Regions from separate parts of the Mus musculus genome. Here region 2 is linked to region 1. Evidence: chromatin contacts called from public promoter capture Hi-C data. All regions are on one chromosome and are shown on one strand. The core of a region is the stretch at or near the end of the contact, and the rest is flanking DNA. Distances in the headings are between cores, read along the strand shown.

What was found. Promoter capture Hi-C pulls out the DNA fragments that hold promoters and counts their contacts.
Region 2: a contact with region 1 is called in a promoter capture Hi-C map of liver, with 5 times the contacts expected there. The contact joins the promoter of Ttc13 here to the promoter of Ctu2 in region 1. A contact is called at or near these places in 1 of 39 promoter capture datasets (liver) and 2 of 9 other capture datasets (adipose tissue and liver).

Annotation. Positions count from the first base shown.
Region 1 is chr8:122,474,689-122,478,718 of GRCm38.p6, forward strand. Ctu2 (cytosolic thiouridylase subunit 2) reads left to right here and starts at 1,455. Exons shown (of 15, transcript NM_153775.2): 1 at 1,455-1,607; 2 at 1,827-1,901; 3 at 2,218-2,296; 4 at 2,489-2,548; 5 at 3,497-3,557; 6 at 3,989-4,030. The coding sequence starts at 1,540. Rnf166 (ring finger protein 166) reads right to left here and starts at 1,386. Exons shown (of 6, transcript NM_001033142.3): 1 at 1,175-1,386. The coding sequence starts at 1,329.
Region 2 is chr8:124,719,581-124,723,908 of GRCm38.p6, forward strand. It overlaps Ttc13 (tetratricopeptide repeat domain 13), which reads right to left and starts at 2,392. Exons shown (of 23, transcript NM_001373939.1): 1 at 2,157-2,392. The coding sequence starts at 2,382. Arv1 (ARV1 homolog, fatty acid homeostasis modulator) reads left to right here and starts at 2,586. Exons shown (of 6, transcript NM_001368372.1): 1 at 2,586-2,762. The coding sequence starts at 2,604.

The DNA of each region.
Region 1 (4,030 bases), core at 205-2,704:
CCTTTCTAAGAGGACAACACATACTGATTGGTGAATAGTAGCAAACTGAAGAATGCAGCAGTGGCCTGTGTGCACCGAGTGAAGGGATTGTAAAAAAAAAAAAAAAAAAAAAAAGACAACACTTCACAGAACACACCGTAAAACACCCACTTGTGCGTGCATACAAAAAAATGGGTCCTGATCCAAGGCTTCCTGCTAGAATATCACAGGAGCATTAGGCTGAGCAGGAGCTAGCTGTGCTCTTCCAAGACAACCTAGCAGAGCTCTCCAGAGGGATCCAGTCTTCGGTTCAGCCTGACACAGGGGGCAGGGAAAGTCAAGGCAGCCCTGGATGGAGACAAGGTCTCTGCCACCTCCCTGTATGACTCGCAGGCACACGCCTACCCAAGCGGCTCCAGTTCCCTCTGCATTAGAGCCTCCAAAATCAGCTGCCTCTGTTTGCAAAATGCCTCCCACCAATCTGGGTGCACCTTGTCCTGCCCCAAGCAGAGGGGCTGTCTGCTGACAAGTCCTCCTCCTGCCCGTTCTCTATCGGCTAATCTCAAGAGCTGTACTGTGGGGAGGTCATGGAGCAGACGTTCTATCTTGGCTCCCTCCCAACCAGGCTGGGGTTGTGAAGGCCCTGAGCACCGCTCCCTCCCGCGCAGAGTCACATCCTCAAGTTTCTGCTCCTGAAACACGGGAGGAGGAGCCGCTAGATTGGGGGTGGGGGGTGTCTTGGCTCAGCTGGGCACCTAACGAAGTGCTTGATGTCTGGGTCCCTTTAGGCCCCGCTACCTGGAAGCTTCCTGTTCAGAATAGGCCAAGTCCTTCAAAACAAAACACCAGGCTCCAAACGCGTCCCTCTCCTAACTTTAGGGAAACTCATTTCCTTGACAGTCAACACGAGTAGACATGGGGTGGAACAGAGTGGGTTGCAGAAGCCACAAGTCGTTTATTTACAACGGCCCGCTCACCCGATCTCTGCAAGCCCGGACCCCCGCGCTCGGCGCAGCGGCCGCGTCCACCGCCCTCGAAGCAGCCGGCGGCCGTTGGCAACGCGCGGGGCCGGGGCGGGTGCAGGGCGCGCGCGCGGCCGGCGGGCAGGGGCTGCTTTCCCCACGTCTCCTTTCGGCCGCCAGCCACGACCCCGGCCCGGACCCCCCTCCCGCGGGCTCCCGGCGCGCGCTCTCACGTGTGGCCGCAGCTGCCGATGGCCACTGGCCGATGGTACACCTCCAGGCAGATGGGACAGCTGAACTGCGCCTCCAGGCCGCTGTCGCCGCCCGCGGGCCCAGCCGGCGGCTGCCGCTGCTGCGCCGAGGCCACCAGGCTGCGGAACATCGCCATCCCCGGGGCAGGCCGCCGCCGCCGCCCCCTATCCAGGCCGGCAGACCCGGCGTCACTGCCGCGACGGCGCCGCGCTGGCGTCACCGCCCAGGCCCCACCTCCCCGGGTTGCGTCACGACAGCGCCCGCTCGGCGGTGACGGCATCTCAGCGCGCCGGCATCTCAGCGCGCCGGCTCCTCACGCCACTCCGCAGTCGGGACCCACCCCTCCATGTGTCAGGCCGGTGAGGATTACGCGGGGCCGGCGCGGCGGGAGCCTCCGCCCGTGCCGCGGCCAAGGTAAGAACCTTCTACCACCAGGCCGGGGACAGTCCCCTTCGGTTCCCCACCAACCGGAATTCCGGGACTGCTGTGAGTCGGCGGCTAGAACTAAACCTAGGCCCTGGCGCGTGAGCCTGGCGCTTCCTCCGCCAGCTCGGGCCGGGAAGCGCGACCCTGACTCCCCCAAGCCCGCCATGGTGCGAGAATTCTGCCACATATGTTCTTGTTCTCTCAAAGCCGGGAGCAGAAATGTGTGAAGTGCGCAGAAGGCCTGCCGGTGGTGGTGATACGAGCGGGAGATGCCTTCTGCAGGTGAGATCTGGGCAGCCGTCCCCACCCCACCCCACCCCCACCCCCGCACGCCCCTTTTCCAGGCTTGCTTGTTTTCTTGTAAAGGCGCGGTAACTTGTAAGTGCTTAGCCCTAACCGTAAATAGTGGTGGGAACCACTGGTGACGACCCTTGTCATCTAAACTAGGCACACCCGTCAATTCAACACTTCAGAGTCCATGACAGGAGAATTACCTCCGATCTGAGGCCAGCTTGGGCTGCAGAGATGACCCTGTCAAACAAAATCCCACAGTCTCCTGCGCAGGTGCAGCCAGCCTCCCTTTGCTTCTGTGTTACAGGGTTTGTTTCAAGGCATTCTACGTTCACAAATTCAGAGCCATGCTTGGGAAGAACCGGGTCATCTTTCCTGGGGAGAAGGTACGATGTGTGGTGCCTGGGCGCTCGGCTGTCAGCCCTGCTGTCTTCCGTTTATGTTCGTTTCTTCAGCTGGCCTACTGTCCCTGGACATTGAGGGTAGACTTGGTGTCTGGGGCTGTCCAAGAAGTGGACAAGACATGCTCATATTGCGGATGCATGCCTCCGTGCTGATGCTGCCCTTCCCACCCCCAGGTGCTCCTGTCCTGGTCTGGGGGCCCTTCGTCCAGCTCCATGGTCTGGCAAGTGCTTGAGGTACATCTACACCATCTTCTGGGCGTAAGCTTCTGGATTGAATTAGCAGGGGCCTCCTTCCTCAGCCTATACTATGGAAGTTTTTGGTTAACACTAGACAGTACCCCACCCCACCCCAACTGGGACACCTTTAGGATGTCCCATATATATTCAGCAGGTGTGCAGTCCAGACACATGCCCTACACAGGGTCCCAGGCTACATCCCTATTGAGCTTTATTTGTTAGGACACAGTTTCAAAGATTGGCCAATCATGACAAAGAGCAGAGAGAAGCATTTGCCAAAAACAACGGGAGAAGCAGCATAGGTAGAAGGGAGTGGGGCAGATGGAACGGGACTCAAGCTAAGAGTGTCTGAACCTGCAGAGGTATACAGGGTTTCCTTGAGGGACCCCATGCAGAGCAGGGAACTACATGCTCTCTCACTGTAGGGTACCAGCTAGAGGGGCCAGTGTAGAGGCTGTCTTGGTAGGGGAGGTCTCAGTGGCGGTGCTGCTCCAGTGTGAATGACCTGTGTCGTACTTGAGTGGCTTTTGTGTCACCTGCTGGTCCCCCAGACCTACACATGTGAAGGTGAGAGCTCACTGTGAAGCCGTCAGTGTCTGATACCGCTTCTCATGGGAGACTCCGCCCCTGCTCTCCACGTATTGTCACCTCAGTTCTTACATTTCAAAACACTTTCTGGGGATTCTGGGGAACCCAGCAGATGGTAAAAGCGTTCCCCATGGCTCAGCCGCTGTCTCAGGTTGCTTAGGTGTCAGAGACAGGCTGGGGGTTGGGGAGAGTTCTGAAGTTTCTGATTCAGATAGGACATGCCCTCATGCAGGAGGGAAGACTTGGCCCCACACACCCCTGTGAGGAGGAAGGCCTAGGCAGTTTGGTCCACTGACTGGAGCATACTTCCAGAGAAGTGCTTTTGGCCAGAGCTGAGTCCTGACACTTCCCTTCTAGGGCCTGAGTCAGGATTCTGCGAAACGGCTGCGCTTTGTGCCAGGAGTCATCTATGTTGATGGTATGTGTGGTCACTCCTCTTCCTAGTCCCCAGCCATGCATGAGCCCCACAGGCTTTCCAGGGGACAGACTGGGGACAGAGGTGCCTTCCAATTGTATCGAAGGGCCCATGGTTGAAGAAGGTGAGCTTAGAGCTGTCTTTGGGACAGAAAGACTAGCCAGTTTCTTTAGCTGTGAGGGGAGCCTGTCTGAAAGCACCCCAAAGAAAAGGGGAGCCTGTCTGAAAGCACCCCAAAGAAAAGGGGAGCCTGTCTGAAAGCACCCCAAAGAAAAGGGGAGCCTGTCTGAAAGCACCCCAAAGAAAAGGCCAGTCCTGCTCTTACAGAACAGACCTGGTGGGACTTTTGTATGTGACACTGATGCCCCCCCCCCAGCCTGTCCCATCAGGCTCTTCCTCTGTAAAACCTACATGTGTCCCCCTGGGTTTCACAGAGGGCGCAGCCTGTGGTCAGAGCTTGGAGGACAGACAGAAGA
Region 2 (4,328 bases), core at 1,142-3,641, 2.2 Mb after region 1:
GAAGAGAATTGGGGAAAGACTCCGCTCGGTATTTCCTCCCACACTTACAAATTAAAAATAGGGCCACAGGAATAAGAAAAAAAAAACAAATTTTTATTTTGAAAATAAGTTTCTCAGGTTTTGAGGCACATGCCTTTATTCTCAGCACTCAAGAGACTGAGGCAGGAGGACTGTCACCAACTCAAGGGCACCCTGAGCTACATAGTGAGTTCCAGCCTAGGCCAAAATAAAGCAAAAGAAAGAAACAAACAAAGAAGAGAAACGAAAAGAAAAAGAAAAAGAAAAAGAAAAAGAAAAAGAAAAAGAGGAAAGCAAGAACAAATAATATAGCAGGTAGTTTCTTCTCCTAAAAGAGTAGGATTATTCTCTCAGGTCTGAAGCAGGCCCAGGGGTTAAGACCCAAGTTTGGTTCCTAGCACTCACAATCACCTGTAACTCCAGCTTCAGGTGATCAGATGCCCGCTTTGGCCTCTGCGGGCCTCTATGGCCACCTGCACACACCTACCGCCCTCCACAAAGACAAAACTATAAGTAAATCATATTTAAAAAAAAACAAAACAAAACAAAAACAAAAACAAAAAAACCTTCTCATGGGAAAATAGGATCGAAAACATTGCAGAGACACATAGCATCCTTGCAGGTTGGCCAGGTTCACTTTACCCGGGACCAGCAGGGCCAGCCATTGCTGACGGACACCTCCAGCCTGATCCACTTGCTCTCACTGGAACCATTTTCTCCTCCACCATAGGGGGTGCTGCAGTGTGAGACTGAGCCTGAGCAAGTAAGCTGCACACTGAGACCCAAGCAGGCATCTACCCCTCAGCAACTGGCACCTGAGAATAACGCTGCAGCTCTTTGCCCCAAGTCTAGAGTCTGGCTTGACGTGGGCAGGTAAGAAAGTGACCACGGTATTCCAAAGGTGCCCTCGTGGTGAGGTCAGACCTGTCTGATTTGTGAGACCTGAGAGGTTCTGGATATCTAGAGCAGACCATTGTGTTGGTGGTATGGGGGCTGTAAATACTGATGAGAATAGCCCCTCGGCTATGACACGCTTACTTGCCTGTCCTGAATTTGTCCCCACAGTCTAGGACAGGTGCCTGAGGTAAGCGTCACAGAGTCCAACTTCCATGTAATCGTCCAGGATTGGGACAAACAGAAGAGAGGCATTTCCTACTAAGAGCCTTTGGTGGTTAAGACAAAATCTGTCTGTAAAGTTGAGCATGGAAGCTCACACTTGTAAGCCCAACTTGGAGGGTTTGTAGAGAAGGATCGTGGTAAATGCAAGTTCAAGGCCAGCCTGGGCTCAGAGAGACCCTTTCTCAAAAACAAAACCTCATAGTCAAGTAAACGGAGTCTCCTATTTACAGACAAGTTCACAGACAGGTAACCCCCTGCCCTGAATCAGGAGGTGACATTAACAATGGTCATTCGATTCACTAAGGAATGCTGGCCACATCAGCTGCAACAGTGTTGGGAGGCAAAGCCAAGACACAAAATAAGTCCAAAAGCCATTCCAAGAAGTCAGATGGTGCTCAAAGGAAGTCAGATTGCACTAATCTTGAGACTGCATCTCAGCTAAGAAACTAGGTAGTGTTTGGGTAGGCATATGGTGCTGAACATTGGTGGGATGTTTTAAAAGGCATTATCAGCCAGCTGCTACTAGGTATAGAAGACCCAGACCTTCCCCACGGCAAGTCGGAGGGACACCCACTGAGGGGAAGGGAGAGTGGAGAGGGTACTGATGGGTAAAAACGCCCACTGTACAACTCAAAACAGAAAGAGCATGTGCATTTTGCCCAGAGCCTGACCAATGAATGAGCCTGAGCAGCTGGAATGCACGCAGGAATCAGGCCTGAAGCTCTCTCTCTACCGTTGGGGGTACATCTGAGGAGCACGGGTCAGTGCTCATGTCACCCCGCAAATCCAACCTGCTTGCACCTCTCAAGATTGGATTCCTGAGGTGGGGATCGGGCAAATCACCTACCGGAGCAAGCAGAAAGAAGTCTGACTTCCTGGCCCGTGCACGCCAGCAGGCACCCTCCAGGCAGGTCCTTATCCCCGCCGCCCACCTGAGCCCATCCCCGGTGCCCCCACTTCCCAGATGCTTCCACGCTGGGCAGGGGCGGCCCAGGGAGAGGGCGGCTCGGCCCACTCACCGCACTCCGGGTACTGGTCCGCCCAGTCCCCCGACTGCGGACAGCCGCCGCCCGCCGGGGCCTCCTGCTGCTGCCGGTGCTGAAGCTCCTGCTTCAGCAAGGACAGCGGAGAGTAGTGCTCGGTGGCCCGCGCGCAGGCCAGCGCCCCCAGCAGCAGGAGCAGCGGCCGCACCACCGCAGCACCCAAGCTGCCCGAGCAGCCGCAGCCGCAGCCGGCAGGTGCCATCTTCCCGCACGGCGCAGGCGCGGCCCTGCTCTGCCCGCCGCGGGCAGGTGGGCGCGGCGCGCAGCCGCAGTACCCGCTGGGAGTTGTAGTCCTCGCCCTGTTAGCCTCAAGCACTCATTCAGCGCTTGGACTACAAGTCCCAGTAAGCCCTTGGGTGCCCCTCCCAAGGCCAGTCCAGGCGTCTTCCGCCAGCGGCCGGAAGCAGGAGCCCTAGAGTGGCCATGGGGACCGGCGGGCGTAGGGGGACGCGGTCCGGGAAAGGCACGGAAGGCGCAGCGGCGACTTCTTCCTCTTGCCTGTATCGTTGTATCGAGTGCAACCGAGAGGCTCAGGAGCTGTACCGGGACTACAGCCACGGCGTGCTCAAGATAACCATCTGCGTGAGCGCGCCGGGGGGCGGGGCGCGGCTAGGAAGGCGGATCCGAACTTGCTGTGGTCCGGGGCGAGGCCTGGGAGCTTGAGCACGTGGGGGAGGAGTGGTCCTTGTGATGGTGTGAAAGAGAAAGCAAGGATGTGCTTGAAGACTGCCTAGGCCATAGATGTTCTAAGACTTGTGGCACCCAGGAGTGGTGGCGCATTTCTATGACTCCAGCACTCCACTCGCATGCCAGGCAGGAGGAGAATCACGAGTTGGACTCCAGCCTCGATTGCCGCGAGAGAGAGAGAGAGAGAGAGAGAGAGAGAGTGTGTGTCTCAAGCGAATAAACGAGTGATGGAGAGAGATGTGATTCACTAAGGAAATAGGAATTGTAGCAGGAAGCGTGTCATTCTCTTGTTGATCCTGAGGAGATGGAAGCAGTATTTGAGGTCTGGTACTGTAGAGAGTTCTTAGAAGAAAACTGTGTCTTATCGGGGTACTTGTCAATTTAATAGTAAATAATACAACAATTTAACCGAAATGGAAAGCATTTACCACGGCCGGGGATGTTGCTCGCCATGTAGGGCAGCCTTAGATTCCGGCTCCAGCACCACGCCTGTAATCCCTGCAATTGGGAGATGGAGGCAGGAGGTCCAGAACAGAAAGAGAGGGAGGGAGAGAATGAATGTCTCTCTGTGTGTTTCCTCTTTATACTCTTAAGTGAAGGCAGGAGGAAGCAGTGGAGAGAGTTCTGGTGGGAAAGGACTCACTGATTCATCAGGTCCACTGATGGAGGAAGTCAGCGTGCTCCCTATGTGAGGATGGATGGACACAGGGTAGTAGAAGGAGGTTCTTTGGGTAGAGGTCACTGCCTCTCATTGTAACAGTCTTCAGATGGCAAGATGGCATGCTGTCTTAGCCTTCTAAACTGTCAGGTCCCTGAGGTTAGAGGATTGTGAGTGGCTCCAGGTGATTAGCTTCTTGGAGCCCATGAAGTTCTGGGGAAGGAGAGCTCTTGTCCTGTCGCATCTACAGCACGAACATCTGGCTGATAAGTGATACCGAAGGAATAGGAGGAGTTTTGTGTTTCCTGATGCTGGTCTTTCCCCTCCTGCTTCCAAATTTGTCTGCCTCCTTGTCCTGACATTTGGGATACTGTCCAGAAGTGGGATTTAGCTAGCTTTTAAAAGACAGAGAGGGACTTGCCATTTTAACAGTTTCTCTTGGCACTAATGGTGCATCTCTGGGCTTGGGGGAAGAGATATAACCTCCACATCTGTGCAGAAAAAGGGGATCTGGGAAGAGCCTCCGTCCTGGGCTCGACATCTAAGAGTGCTTGCTCTTAACTCACAGGTAATTGAAAAAATGTTAGCCTCTATGCCTCCATTTTGACAGAGAGATTGACTTTTTTTTTTTTTTTTTTAAGTTTTTCGAGATAGGGTTTCTCTGTGTAGCCCTGGCTGTCCTGGAACTCACTCTGTAGACCAGGCTGGCCTTGAACTCAGAAATCCGCCTGCCTCTGCCTCCCAAGTGCTGGGATTAAAGGCGTGTGCCACCACTGCCCAGCTAGAGATTGACATTTGAGAGG